Linked DNA regions of Oryctolagus cuniculus: region 2 is linked to region 1. A link is a contact called in public Hi-C data. All regions are on one chromosome and are shown on one strand. The core of a region is the stretch at or near the end of the contact, and the rest is flanking DNA. Distances in the headings are between cores, read along the strand shown.

Region 1 (5,684 bases), core at 1,678-4,177:
TTTGAAGTAAAAGTAGTTTTTCCTTTTAGCCAGTAACCCAAGAAAGGGTCTTGTTTTATTCAATAAAAGTTTATCTTGCAAGCATAACTTTCCTTATGATAGCTTTTTAATGCAAATATCTAAAATTAATCTAGATTTCCAATTTTATTTTTTTCCTACTACTAACCAAACACTATAAATAAAATACTGCACCTTCAACTTGTTGAACCAAATACCACATATCTTAGATGATGACTGACTCTATGCATATATTTCCCAGGCTTTTACAAGCAAAACATACAAAGCTACATCTCCTGGTTAAAACTAGCCATATGTTTAGTATTAAATTATTTCTATTAAAAAGTGAATATATCAATGAGTACAATACTAAAGGAACCAAAATAATTTATAATAACAAGCTAAATAAACATGAAAAAAATGCTAGCACCAAATCTTGGAAATGCAAAAATAATTTGATAATTTAATGGAAAAAAAAATCAGTATAAAAGTAACCATGATGTTTTAATTAAGTGTAAGATATAAAATCTATGAATAGCAATTCAATGTCCTGGTTGGAAAGATGATATTCTTTTATAACTGTGACATGGCTCAAGAGTTTTAAAGTCTTGGCAATGCCTACCACTGTGGTCTACCACTGACTACCCTATGCAAATTTTAACAATTTTTGTATGCTAAACAGCAATCAAGTAACATGCACAGATTAAATGCGTCTTAAAATCTCTTTTCAAAAGCCTGTTTGATTTGGGCTGGGGGATGTCCTTGATTTAGAAACACCCGAAAAGGCAGGGCAGTGTAGGGTTTGAATGGGGTTCCAGAACTACTGCAGGTCAACTGTGATTTGATCTGGGGTTTTCTTTAGACTCCTTGCCAAGCTAAGGCTGGATTCACAGGCCCAAAGACAAATTGAAACCAGACTGGCCTTGAGGGGATTGTGGAGCTTTTTTCAAATGGTTTGAGAAATCTGAACATTTATCTCTTTAATTTCCCAGCCTTACAAAACATATGATTCAGGTTTCCATTAAGTTTCTCTTGTTGCAGAATTTTGTTGGATGTCTATGAGCACTGTCATCTGACTCCATAACGACTTCTGTCTCATACAACGCAGATATTGAAATTGTAAAATTAAAAGTTAGTAATTCACAATGAATAAACTAGAACACCAAAAAAAAAAAAAAAAAAGAAAGAAAGAAAAAGAAAAAACTTACTGAAAAACCTCTGAATCTAGTGGGAAAAGTAAGTGAGCCAAAAAGAGTGCCAAGCACTTCTGCAAGGCATTAGGCACGGATACCAATTTGAATCACTGTACAAACCTACAAAGTCTGAATTACTGCCCGGGAACCAAGTTCCCGTTCCACCGCAAAGCAACACCAGACTCCCTTACACGTCCTCACATCGATCCTCTGTACCGTCTCAAACAATCGGGTATTTTCAGCTAACGATTCAACAAATAAGATCCTACACCGGTCCGACTTTTAGGCTTTTTCCTTATTAAAAACAAACAAACAAACAAACAAACTCGTGCACGTGAGGGCCAGCTGAACTCTCAACCGCTGTTTGCATTTGGATTCCAGGTCCGATGACTCAAATACAATCCATGGGGCGGGGAGTGGAGACCGGCGTGGGCGCCGACGGTAACAGCCAAAGTAAAGGTGGAGGAAGAGGGCCGCAGACAGGGGCTGAGACTTGGAAACCGGAGGAAGGCAAGGCAGGTCGCGGAGGCAAGATGGGTACAGAAAGAGGAGTGAGGGAGAGGAAAGAATTCTACCTCGCGGGACGCAGTCCCCAATCGGAAGCGCAGGTTAAGCCAGCGCGCAGGTGGGCAGGGTGCTGGCCTCGCCCCGGTGGGAAGTTAGGGTGAATCCGGGAGCCGCGAGAAGCACCACTCCGCAGCCTACACGTTTGCACTACAGGCGGGCGGGGGTCGCGGCGCGCACTCCGCGAGCCCCGGGGGAGGAAATGGCTCTGCGGCCGCCAGCGCTCGCCGGCCGGGGCTGCGCCCTCGGAGCTTACCTTTGAGCTGGGGCAAGGGGGAGAGCTCCGCCTGGCTGCCCTGGCTGCGGAACTGCGACGAGCCCTGGGAGCGCTTCTGCTTCTGTGCCTTGCGCACCGATTTCCGGGTGAAGCCGTCCACTTTCTCCGAGGCCGAGATGGCGGCGCTGGCAGCCCCCGCCGGCGGCGGCGGCGGCGGAGGCGACGACGACGACGACGACATCTCCGCGGCCCTGGCGCCTGGCAGCTCCGGCTACTGCTTGCACCGCGCGGGGCCGCGGCGGCGACGGCACGAGGAGGAGGAGGCGGGGGAGAGGCGCGGAGAGCTCGCGGCCCTGCGCCCCGGACCCCCGGCCAAACCGCCGTCCGGCTCCCGGGCGCCGCCGAGCTGCTCCTCGCCGCCCGCCAACGCCTCACGGCCACATCTCAGCGCCGGAGGCTCCTGGTCCCCGCCGCGCGGCGAGCTCCGGGGCTGAAGAAGTTGTTGACTCCGGGCGCAGAGGGCGGGTGGAAGGGGGAGCAGCCTGAAGTTTGGACAACTGAGGCGAGGGCACAGAGGTGCGGACGCCGGGCGCGCTCCTCGTCCCCTCAGTCCTGCTGACCAGCCGGCCGGCCGGCTAGCACCTCAGCGGCCGCTGCCAGCGCAGCCCTCCCCGCCGGGAGCCTCCTCCGGGGCGCTGCCGTCGCGGGTCCCCTCGGAACCGCCGCCGCCGTGCCCGCTCTCCCCTGTCAGCGCCAGCCCCTCATCGCCCGGGGCGGTGACCCGCTGCCCGGGCCCTCGGCTCGCACGCGCCGCCGGCTGCGCCCAGCAGTCCGAGCCCCCTCCCCCACGCGCCCGTCGGCCGCCCACGGAGAACCCCCGGCGAGCGACCGCTACAACTTGAGAAGGTGGTTGGTACAAGCAGAGGGCGGGAGTGTGTGCGTGTGCGCGCGCGCACGAGGGCGCGCGGCCCGGGGAGGGGCCTCGCGGAGGGCGGGGAGGGAGGGGTTTGACTGACAACTTCCGCGGGACCCCGCCAGCCTCGGGATGCTCCGGAGAGGACAGGGGGCGGGAAAGCATGCCAGTCTCCTCAGCCAATCGGAGCGCTAAGCGGCAGGAACCCTGTGAGGCGTGGCCTCCCGGGCGGTCTATCAAGTGTCCGAAGGCGGTGAGGTGAGGCAGGGATGTAGGGCGTGGCCGTGTGACGAGCTTCAGTCGCGGCCAATCAGAAGTGAGAGTGGGTAGCGGGGTGCCGTCTGCGTCACAGCCGCGTAACTAATTCTTTTGGGAGGGGAAGTGCCCCTCCACCGCGGGTACTTTCGCACGCCTGCGCGACGGCCCGGGCTATAATTGCCTCCTGACAACCTATGAGAAGACCAGAAAACTAGAGGGGCAGTTCAGAGAGCACACAGAGTTCCCTCCCCTCCCCTCGCCTCTCTGCTGGCCAATAAGGCGCTGAAGCGACGGGTAGGGAGTTAGGGGGCCCGGAAGAGCGCCAGGTGTTGCGTCACTGCGAAGGGGCGGGGCAAAAACCAGGGTGGGCGGTGGGACGGTGTGATAGGCTGGTGAAGATCCCCGGGGAAGGCGAGGTCGTGAACTCGGCCAATCAGCGTGAGGTCCTGGAGTCTTTGGGCGGGCCTTGGAGCCACTCTGACCCTAAACCGCGTACTTGGTAGTTGGGGAGTGAGTTTGTAGCTCGGGTGTTTCAGGCACCGTTTGCTTGGTTTGGACAGAGTTCTCTGCACGTCAGCGCCCCCCCACCCCACCCGCCAAGAGGTGTCGCATTCCTAGCTTAGTGTCCCGCGACTGTTTACCCCCTCAGGCGAGGCCTTCAGCTAGTCCAGCGCGCCGAGCGTGAGTTCGCTGATCGGTGGTTTGTGGCTTGGCGGCTTGCCACTAAGATCCCTTCCTTGAAAATGCTAGGTTTTAAATTTCTTAGTTTCCTGGGCAGTGTTTTGTACATAATGATGCATAATAAAGCGTACGTGAGCTGAGCCGTCTGTCTCCCTTTGCGTCGTCCTACCCGCGCCTGCAATCCTCTCCCGCCAGCATCGGCTCTTCCTTTGACGAAATGGAAATAGCGGCCATGGAGTTCTGCAAAGCTACCTGATGTGCATGCCCGGAAGACCCCAACTTTGTGGCAGGAAGGTGAACTCCAGACCTAGGACCAAACATACTGTCCTCAAACAGCTCACCCTTCAGATTGGCTGGGTGGCGGACCTGCGATGAGCGCCCCACCCCCCACCAAGGAGATTCACACCTCAGCAGCGTCCCTGACACCTCCCTCATCCAGTCAGGCTCCGGATCAGGATGACTCTGCCTTCCCAAACGTTGAAAACCAGGTCCTCCTCACAATTTGCACGGGCGACCGCCAAGTATGGTTCAGGGCTTCCATGCTCACTGCCTGATCGGTCTCGTAAACAGCTACTTGTAACCAACCACCTGCAGAACAGAGTCAAAATTCGGTAAAACTCCTAGTGGTTATGCGGGGTGTACACCACACTCTGTGTCTACATAGTTCTTTTCTTCGCTTCAGTCACATCATTGCGCATAGTGATCTTCTAAAAATAATTGTGCATCCTTGACGCTTAGTCTTTGCTGTTCCAACAGCTTGAAATAATCCGTCCATTCCTGCCCCTCTCCATCTTGTTGAGACCAATCTTTTCTCCCAACCCCAGCTCAACTTCTGAAGCCGGTCATAAAATCTGGTCAGAAGTGAAGAGTCCCTTCTTTGTTTCCTCTTGCACTTATTATCCACATCATTCACGGGGCCTGTCATCACACGTGGAGATAGCAGCGTGCCCCTTCTCCTCTGAGCATTTCTAACTGTCACCAAGAGAACGAAAACTCAGTTACTTAGTTAGTTTACACTTCTGTATCCCCCACTGAGCACAGGACAGATACGCAATACATAATACAATTTTTAGTACTCAACAGCAAAGTTTCTGAAAATGTGCCTGTTAGATCACTCACACCAGAATCCTCTGGGATATTATTTAAAATTCAGATTCCTGGACCTCTCCCTAGACACACAGAACCAGAACCTATGGGAAGAGCACTCAGAAATTATTTTTAATAAGCTCCCAAGTCATTCTTATGCAAACAAAAATATTGGAACTACTGTTCTGTAGTCATCTGGGTATTATTAAAAATAGATTGTAAATGTGTAGAAGAAGTCAGGGATAGTTCTATTTATAATAAAGATAATTTACATGAGGCTGGCACTGTGGCATAGCTGGTAAAGCTGCCACCTGTGGTGCCAGCATCCCCTGTGGGCACCCGTTCATGTCCCAGCTGCTCCACTTCTCTTCCAGCTCCCTGCTAATGGCCTTGGAAAAGCAGTGGAAGATGGCCCAAGTGCTTGCACACCTGCTAGCCACACGGGAGACCTGGAAGAAGCTTTTGGCTCCTGGCATTGGCCTGGCCCAACCCTGGCTATTGCAGCCCTCTCAGGAGTGAACCAGTGGATGGAAAATCTCCCTTTCTCTATCTCTCACTGTCTCTCTCTGACTTTCAAATAAATAAGTAAAATCAGATTTACTTTTTATTTATTTGAAAGAGAGAGAGAGGTCTTCTATCTGCTGGTTCACTCCCCAAATGGCCGCAACAGCTGGAGCTGAGCCAATTCAAAGCCAGGAGCTAAAAGCTTTCTCTGGGTCTCCTAAATGGGTACAGGGGCCCAAGGACTTGGGCCATCCTCCTCTGCTTTCCCAGG
Region 2 (5,684 bases), core at 1,855-4,354, 150 kb before region 1:
GATGCGCGAGACGCAGGAAGGCAGATACTATGTGGTTCCACGTGTGGTGTGTGGGACACCTGAAAGAGTCCAACTCGAAGAAGCCAGGCATGGAATCGCAGCTCTAGGGGTTGCAGAGAGGAGAAAATGGGAGGGAACTTAGTCCGTGGCATCAGGTTCCGGGGATGCTAGATTAGTGAGTCGGTGAGCCGTGGCACCTACAGTTCCCAGCGTGGCCTGAGGACAGCACTCGTGCTGAGTGTTCTGACCACAGGCCACAGGGCGCCTGGTGGCACAGGAGGAAACTCCTGGAGGTGAGGGGCATGGTCAGTCTCTGACTGTGCTGGTGATGTCCCAGGGGGATGCCCAAGTCCAAGCTCAACACCCCTTTAAATGTGGGCGGTTTTCTGTATGTCAGTCATACCTCAGCAGAGCTTTAAAAATGATCGAACTTTTCTGTTGTGTTTTTTTTTTTTTAATTTATTTATTTGAAAGAGTTACAGAGAGAGGCAGAAAGAGAGAGAGAGAGAGACAGGTCTTCCATCTGCTGGTTCACTCCCCAGATGGCTACAATGGCCAGAGCTGCACTGATTCGAAGCCAGGAGCTTTTTCCGGTCTCCCACATGGGTGCAGGGGCCCAAGGACTTGGGCCATCTTCTACTGTTTTCCCAGGCCATAGCAGAGAGCTGGATTGGAAGAGGAGCAGCCGGGACTAGAACCGGTGTCCATATGGGATGCCGGCGCTTCAGGCCAGGGCTTTAACCCACTGCGCCACAGCGCAGGCCCCCTGAAGTTTTAAAAAGGAAGTAAGAAACAGTGCTTCCCCACCCCCACACAGAACCTGAAGAGCTGGATGAAAGAAGTGGACGTGAGGGCAGTAGTGGCCGTGACCCTGCCTGGTGGCCCACCCACCTCGTAGACGCCATCTCCAGCTCTTCGCTGTAAGTGGGGAGTCCTGAAGTTGGTCCTGCAAGCACTGGGAGAAGTGTAAACTGGATTTAGCTGCTGCTGTGGGGTGAAGAAGCACCGCACTGGGAAGTGAGGAACCAGGAGGGGGCAGCACACCCCTCCAGCTTTCCAGTCTCCACCTCCCCCTGGCCCAGTCCAACAGGGAGCAGCTGGCAAAGCCAGACGTGGTTTGCTGGGTCCCCAATGGGGAACAGAAGAAAGACTAGCACACAGAGGAGCTGGGGACTGCTGTCACACACGCGTGTGCACACATGCACCCCTGGGCCACAGGCATCCTCCCAGCAGGCCAGGCAAGCCAGCCAAGCCTCACGGCCCTGACTGTGGTAAGACCACCTTGACTCCGAGCCGTAGCCCCTGGCCTGCATCACTACTTCATCCCCAGACATGATGGTCTGAGACCTTTCTGTGCAAAGGAAGCTCCGGGTTTAGCTCTGCAGGGACCCCTCGGCATCCACACAGGAAACAAGGGCCACCCCGCTGTCCCGGAGAGGACTCCGGAGAAGCTGCACACAGCAAACACGATGGCACTCAGTAACTCACGGCGGGTACGAGCTAGAAGTCTTCTCTCGTCTCCGTTTAGTGCCAGCCCATTCGGTCTGATCAGGTCCCTCTGCCACCCTACTGTTCAGCACTGCACTGTCACTTCCTTGAGAGTCGTGTCGAGGGGTGTGTGATGTTTTGTGTGTGTGTTTGCTTGTTTGTGGCTCATGGATTGCCGGCCTTCTACCCTAGAGAGCTGGCTCACAAGGGCGGGGTCCTGCCAGCTTCCCCCACACAGCAGCCTCAGGCCTGGCACCTTGCAGATCTCAAGTATTTGTCAAATGAACCAAGAATACATGTAAGCGTGGGCATTTAGCCTTGCAGTTAAGACGTTGACTGAGATGTCCACAGAACACATTCAGTACCTGGCTCCAGTACCTGACTGCTGCTTCCTGCTACTGTGGACCCTGGGAGGCAGCAGTGATGACTTACAGGGACAGTAACTGGGTCCTTGTTGCTCTCATGGGAGACTTGGGTTGAGTCTTCTGCTTGCTGTCTTAACCAGGCCCAGCCCCGGCCTTTGTGGCCATTTGGGGAGTGAACCAGTGCTGTGAGCACTCCCCTCCTCCCCCCAATGAATGTGTACCTTTTAACTACATCTAAATTTATATAATGGTTCTAAAGGAGATGAGATGATTGACATGATAGATCTATAACTTATGGGTGTATGTGGGTACATCAAAAAGCTTGTGGAACATGGAATTAAAAGATCGGTTTATTTTAGTACAAAAGACTTTGAAATCCATGCGTAGATTTTTAATAACACACATTGTCTATGTTGGGCGTGTGGCCTAACAAACAGGACGGCAAGTGCTCCCCTTGCCTACAAACCACTCCCAGGGGCAGGGGCAGGGGCAGCGGCAGCGTGCCAGATGGCTGCTCTCTCCTCCGAAACACTCCTGCCCAGACACCCACGAGGATTAGGGCCCTAACCCAGGCTTCTCCCCTCACCACAGCTTCACCTCCAGTGCTCGGCTGGCACGGGGCTCATTGGTCGTTAGATCTGCTGGGACCCCATGGATTCCAAAGGTGGCTCCGCCTCAGCCCTCTGGGCACTGTCTAGAAATATGCATTTCTGGACCCTACCACTAGCTTCTGATTCTCTCCAGTCCATAGTTCAAGGTGGCTTAGTGGCTTCCTAGGAACACAAGCTCAAGTCCTGCTCTACCACTCCTTGGGGAAGCTTCTTAACTCCTCTGTGCCTTGACTTCTTCACCCATAAAACAGAGATAATAACGAAACCCACTGCTTAGGCTCATTGGGGGGACCAAAGTCGACGACGGCTGCCGTGCTGTCAGCGCTACGTCTGACTCAGAGCAAAACCTGAATAAATGCAGCTATTACTGTCAGCATTATCTCACCCCCTCTTAGTGGCTGACGTGGGGAGAGTATCCAGGCCGCCTGACCCTGGATCCAGTGTTCTTTCCAACACGTCACTCTGAATGCGCACACGGCTTCCCTGTGAGGCCGTGCTCGGTGCTCAGCTCAGCCAACACATGGCCGCTGCCCTGGGACCCTATCATGGGGCCATATGGAACGGAGGAGGACACCTGGGAGCCAGGAGCAAATCTAGCCCCTGAGGAACAGCAAGCTGGAGAACACAGTTCAGCGGTGCAGCTTGCAAGGTCCTGTGGGAAGCCATCTGGCTGCTCCTGTTAGCATTTCATTATGGAAACACTGGGCACCAAAAATAGAAGATCTTGAGGGGAACTTGATCTTCTGGGCTTGACTGAACAGCTGCTGGAGAGTTCCAGGAGCCGAACACCAGGGGGCAGTGTCGCGCTGTGCAGGTGGCTGCTGGTGGCCACCCCTACCGGACTCTGGAAATTTCCAGGAAAAGTCTTTCTGACCCTGTGGTGAGGGTCCCTGCAGATCCCCAGCTCCTGTCCTGGGGGAACCACTTTGCATGCTGCCTACTCCTTGGGGAACCTTAAGGGCTGGGCGAATTCTTGCTTCTTCCTCCCTTCCCAGCCCCAGAACTGTGCAGTTGTCCTGGACACATAGTAAGCATGAAAACATATCTGGTTGGTTGATGGATGAACATGTGGAATTCAGATAAGTTGTGGAAAATGGCAACAAAATTCAACAAGTTGTGTTTTACAGATCTGACTGGCTTTTATTAGCAATTTTTTAAAAAGATTTACTTATTTATTTGAAAGAGTGACAGAGAAGAAGAGACAAAGAGATAGAGATCTTCCATCTGCTGGTTCACTCCCTAAATGCCCTCAACAGCTCGGGTTATACCAGGCTGAGGTCGGGAACTCCATCCTGGTCTCCCAAATGGGTGGCAGGAACCCAAGCACGTGAGTCCTCACTTGCTGCTCCCCAGGCACAGTAGCAGGTGCTCTGGGCAGGAAGTGGAGGAACTGGGACCCAAGGCCATGACACCTGCTTAAATCAGCCTGTGACCAGACAAGAACCCCAGGAGCTGGGTGGGGAACTGAGCTCCATAGGTTGAAAAGGCTGGTGAGCTGGCCGGTGCCGCGGCTCAACAGGCTAATCCTCCACCTAGTGGCACCAGCACACCGGGTTCTAGTCCCGGTCGGGGCGCCGGATTCTGTCCCGGGTGCCCCTCTTCCAGGCCAGCTCTCTGCTGTGGCCCGGGAAGGCAGTGGAGGATGGCGCAAGTGCTTGGGCCCTGCACCCCATGGGAGAGCAGGAGAGGCACCTGGCTCCTGCCTTCAGATCAGCGCGGTGCGCCGGCCGCAGCACGCCAGCCATGGTGGCCATTGGAGGGTGAACCAACGGCAAAGGGAAGACCTTTCTCCCTGTCTCTGTCACTATCCACTCTGCCTGGAGAAGAGAAAAGAGAAGAGAAGAGGAGAGGAGAGGAGAGGAGAGGAGAGGAGAGGAGAGGAGAGGAGAGGAGAGGAGAGGAGAGGAGAGGAGAGGAGAGGAGAGGAGAGGAGAGGAGAGAGGAAGGGGAGAGAAAAGAGAAAAGAAAAGAAAAGAAGGGAAAGGGAAAGGGAAGGGAAAGGAAAGAAAGGAAAAGGCTGGTGAAAGTAGAGGCAGGACATAAGTCGACTGGTCATTTCAAAGCTACCTTCCTTAAAGGAATCAGGTTGGCATAATGGGATCTGGCTGTCATCTCTCTCCTGATTTCTCAGAAGGTCAGATCTTAAAGTGAATAGCTTAAGGTTTGATTGGGTGGTGTGAAAGCTTAGTATTTTGTATCGATCTACTCAGTCCAAATCAGTGGCCTCCCATAAATTCTGTTTCACAGAAGGGAACTCCTTGAGTCTAGAAGGAGTGGTAGAGATGGGAGGTTTACGGTCCAGTTGGGGGGGGGGGGTCATGGCTACATGGGAAAGGCAGGAGGTGAGAGGGCTTGGGGAGGAAAGCAGGAGGTGCATTTTAGGGAACTGGGTCCCCAGTGCTGAGGTCAAAGCTTCTCCTCCAGGGCCCTGAGTGGCAGCACCAGAAAAATGGGGGAGATGCACCCAAGGAGTCCAAGCCATGGCTCACCAGGACTCCCCATGGGCATCACTGTCACCCCCTGTCTCCGGGGTGGTTTTCAGCCACCCCTCTCATCCTACAAGACCCCCCTGGCAGGGCCTCGGTCTCACTGCCTCCTTCTGGGTGATGTATGCAGCTCAGTACCCTAAGCCTGTACTAGGGGACTTCAAAAAGTTCATGGAAAATTCGTAATTAAAAACTATGGGTTTCAAAAAATATGCTCAAAATAAGCTCATCTTTTAATTCTGTTTTCCATGAGCTTTTTGAAGTCCGCTTGTATCCCACATCCTCAGCACATGAGTCTCGCTCAGGGGACAGCGCCCGTCGTGTTCAGAGCAGAATGCTCTGGAGACCAGAGCAGAGTAAGTATTCGTCTGATGAAGGATTAAACTACGAGCGCGGGAGGGAAGGGAAGGGGGGAAAGAAACAGGAAGGACAGGAGGTAGTCTCCTAAAGACCTCAAGGCTCCTCCGCCAGGATTTCAGTCTCTGCCCCCACCCCACGTGCTGCATCCTCATTCCACCTGCCCCAGGGTGAGAACCCTGGCTCTTCAGGGACCACAGAATGGCAAGCGCATGGGAGGAAGGAAGACCTACCTGGGAGCCCCAGCTGCAGTTCCTAGCAGCTGTCAGGGGTGTGGCTTCCCTGAGAGCCATCTGGCATCTGCGCCTCATCGATCCCTCCTTGCAGACAATCACGAGAAATAACCAAGACCACGTGCAGCACAGGGCTCGTCCCAG

Evidence for each region. Hi-C and Micro-C count contacts between places; a contact is called where the count stands out from the background.
Region 2: a contact with region 1 is called in a Hi-C map of embryonic fibroblasts, with 6 times the contacts expected there. The contact joins the enhancer-like site here to the promoter of PPP2R5A in region 1. A contact is called at or near these places in 5 of 6 Hi-C or Micro-C datasets (ear pinna, embryonic fibroblasts, psoas muscle and 2 more).

What each region holds. Positions count from the first base shown.
Region 1 is chr13:26,785,093-26,790,776 of mOryCun1.1, reverse strand. It overlaps PPP2R5A (protein phosphatase 2 regulatory subunit B'alpha), which reads right to left and starts at 2,927. Exons shown (of 12, transcript XM_017347800.3): 1 at 2,011-2,927. The coding sequence starts at 2,212.
Region 2 is chr13:26,930,726-26,936,409 of mOryCun1.1, reverse strand. The region is part of intron 3 of PACC1 (proton activated chloride channel 1); the gene reads left to right. Among named protein-coding and RNA genes, the nearest start is that of NENF, 22 kb to the right of the region's middle. Within about 2 kb of position 3,104, at least 2 of the 8 cell types and tissues checked have an H3K27ac peak or open chromatin away from gene starts, as enhancers often do.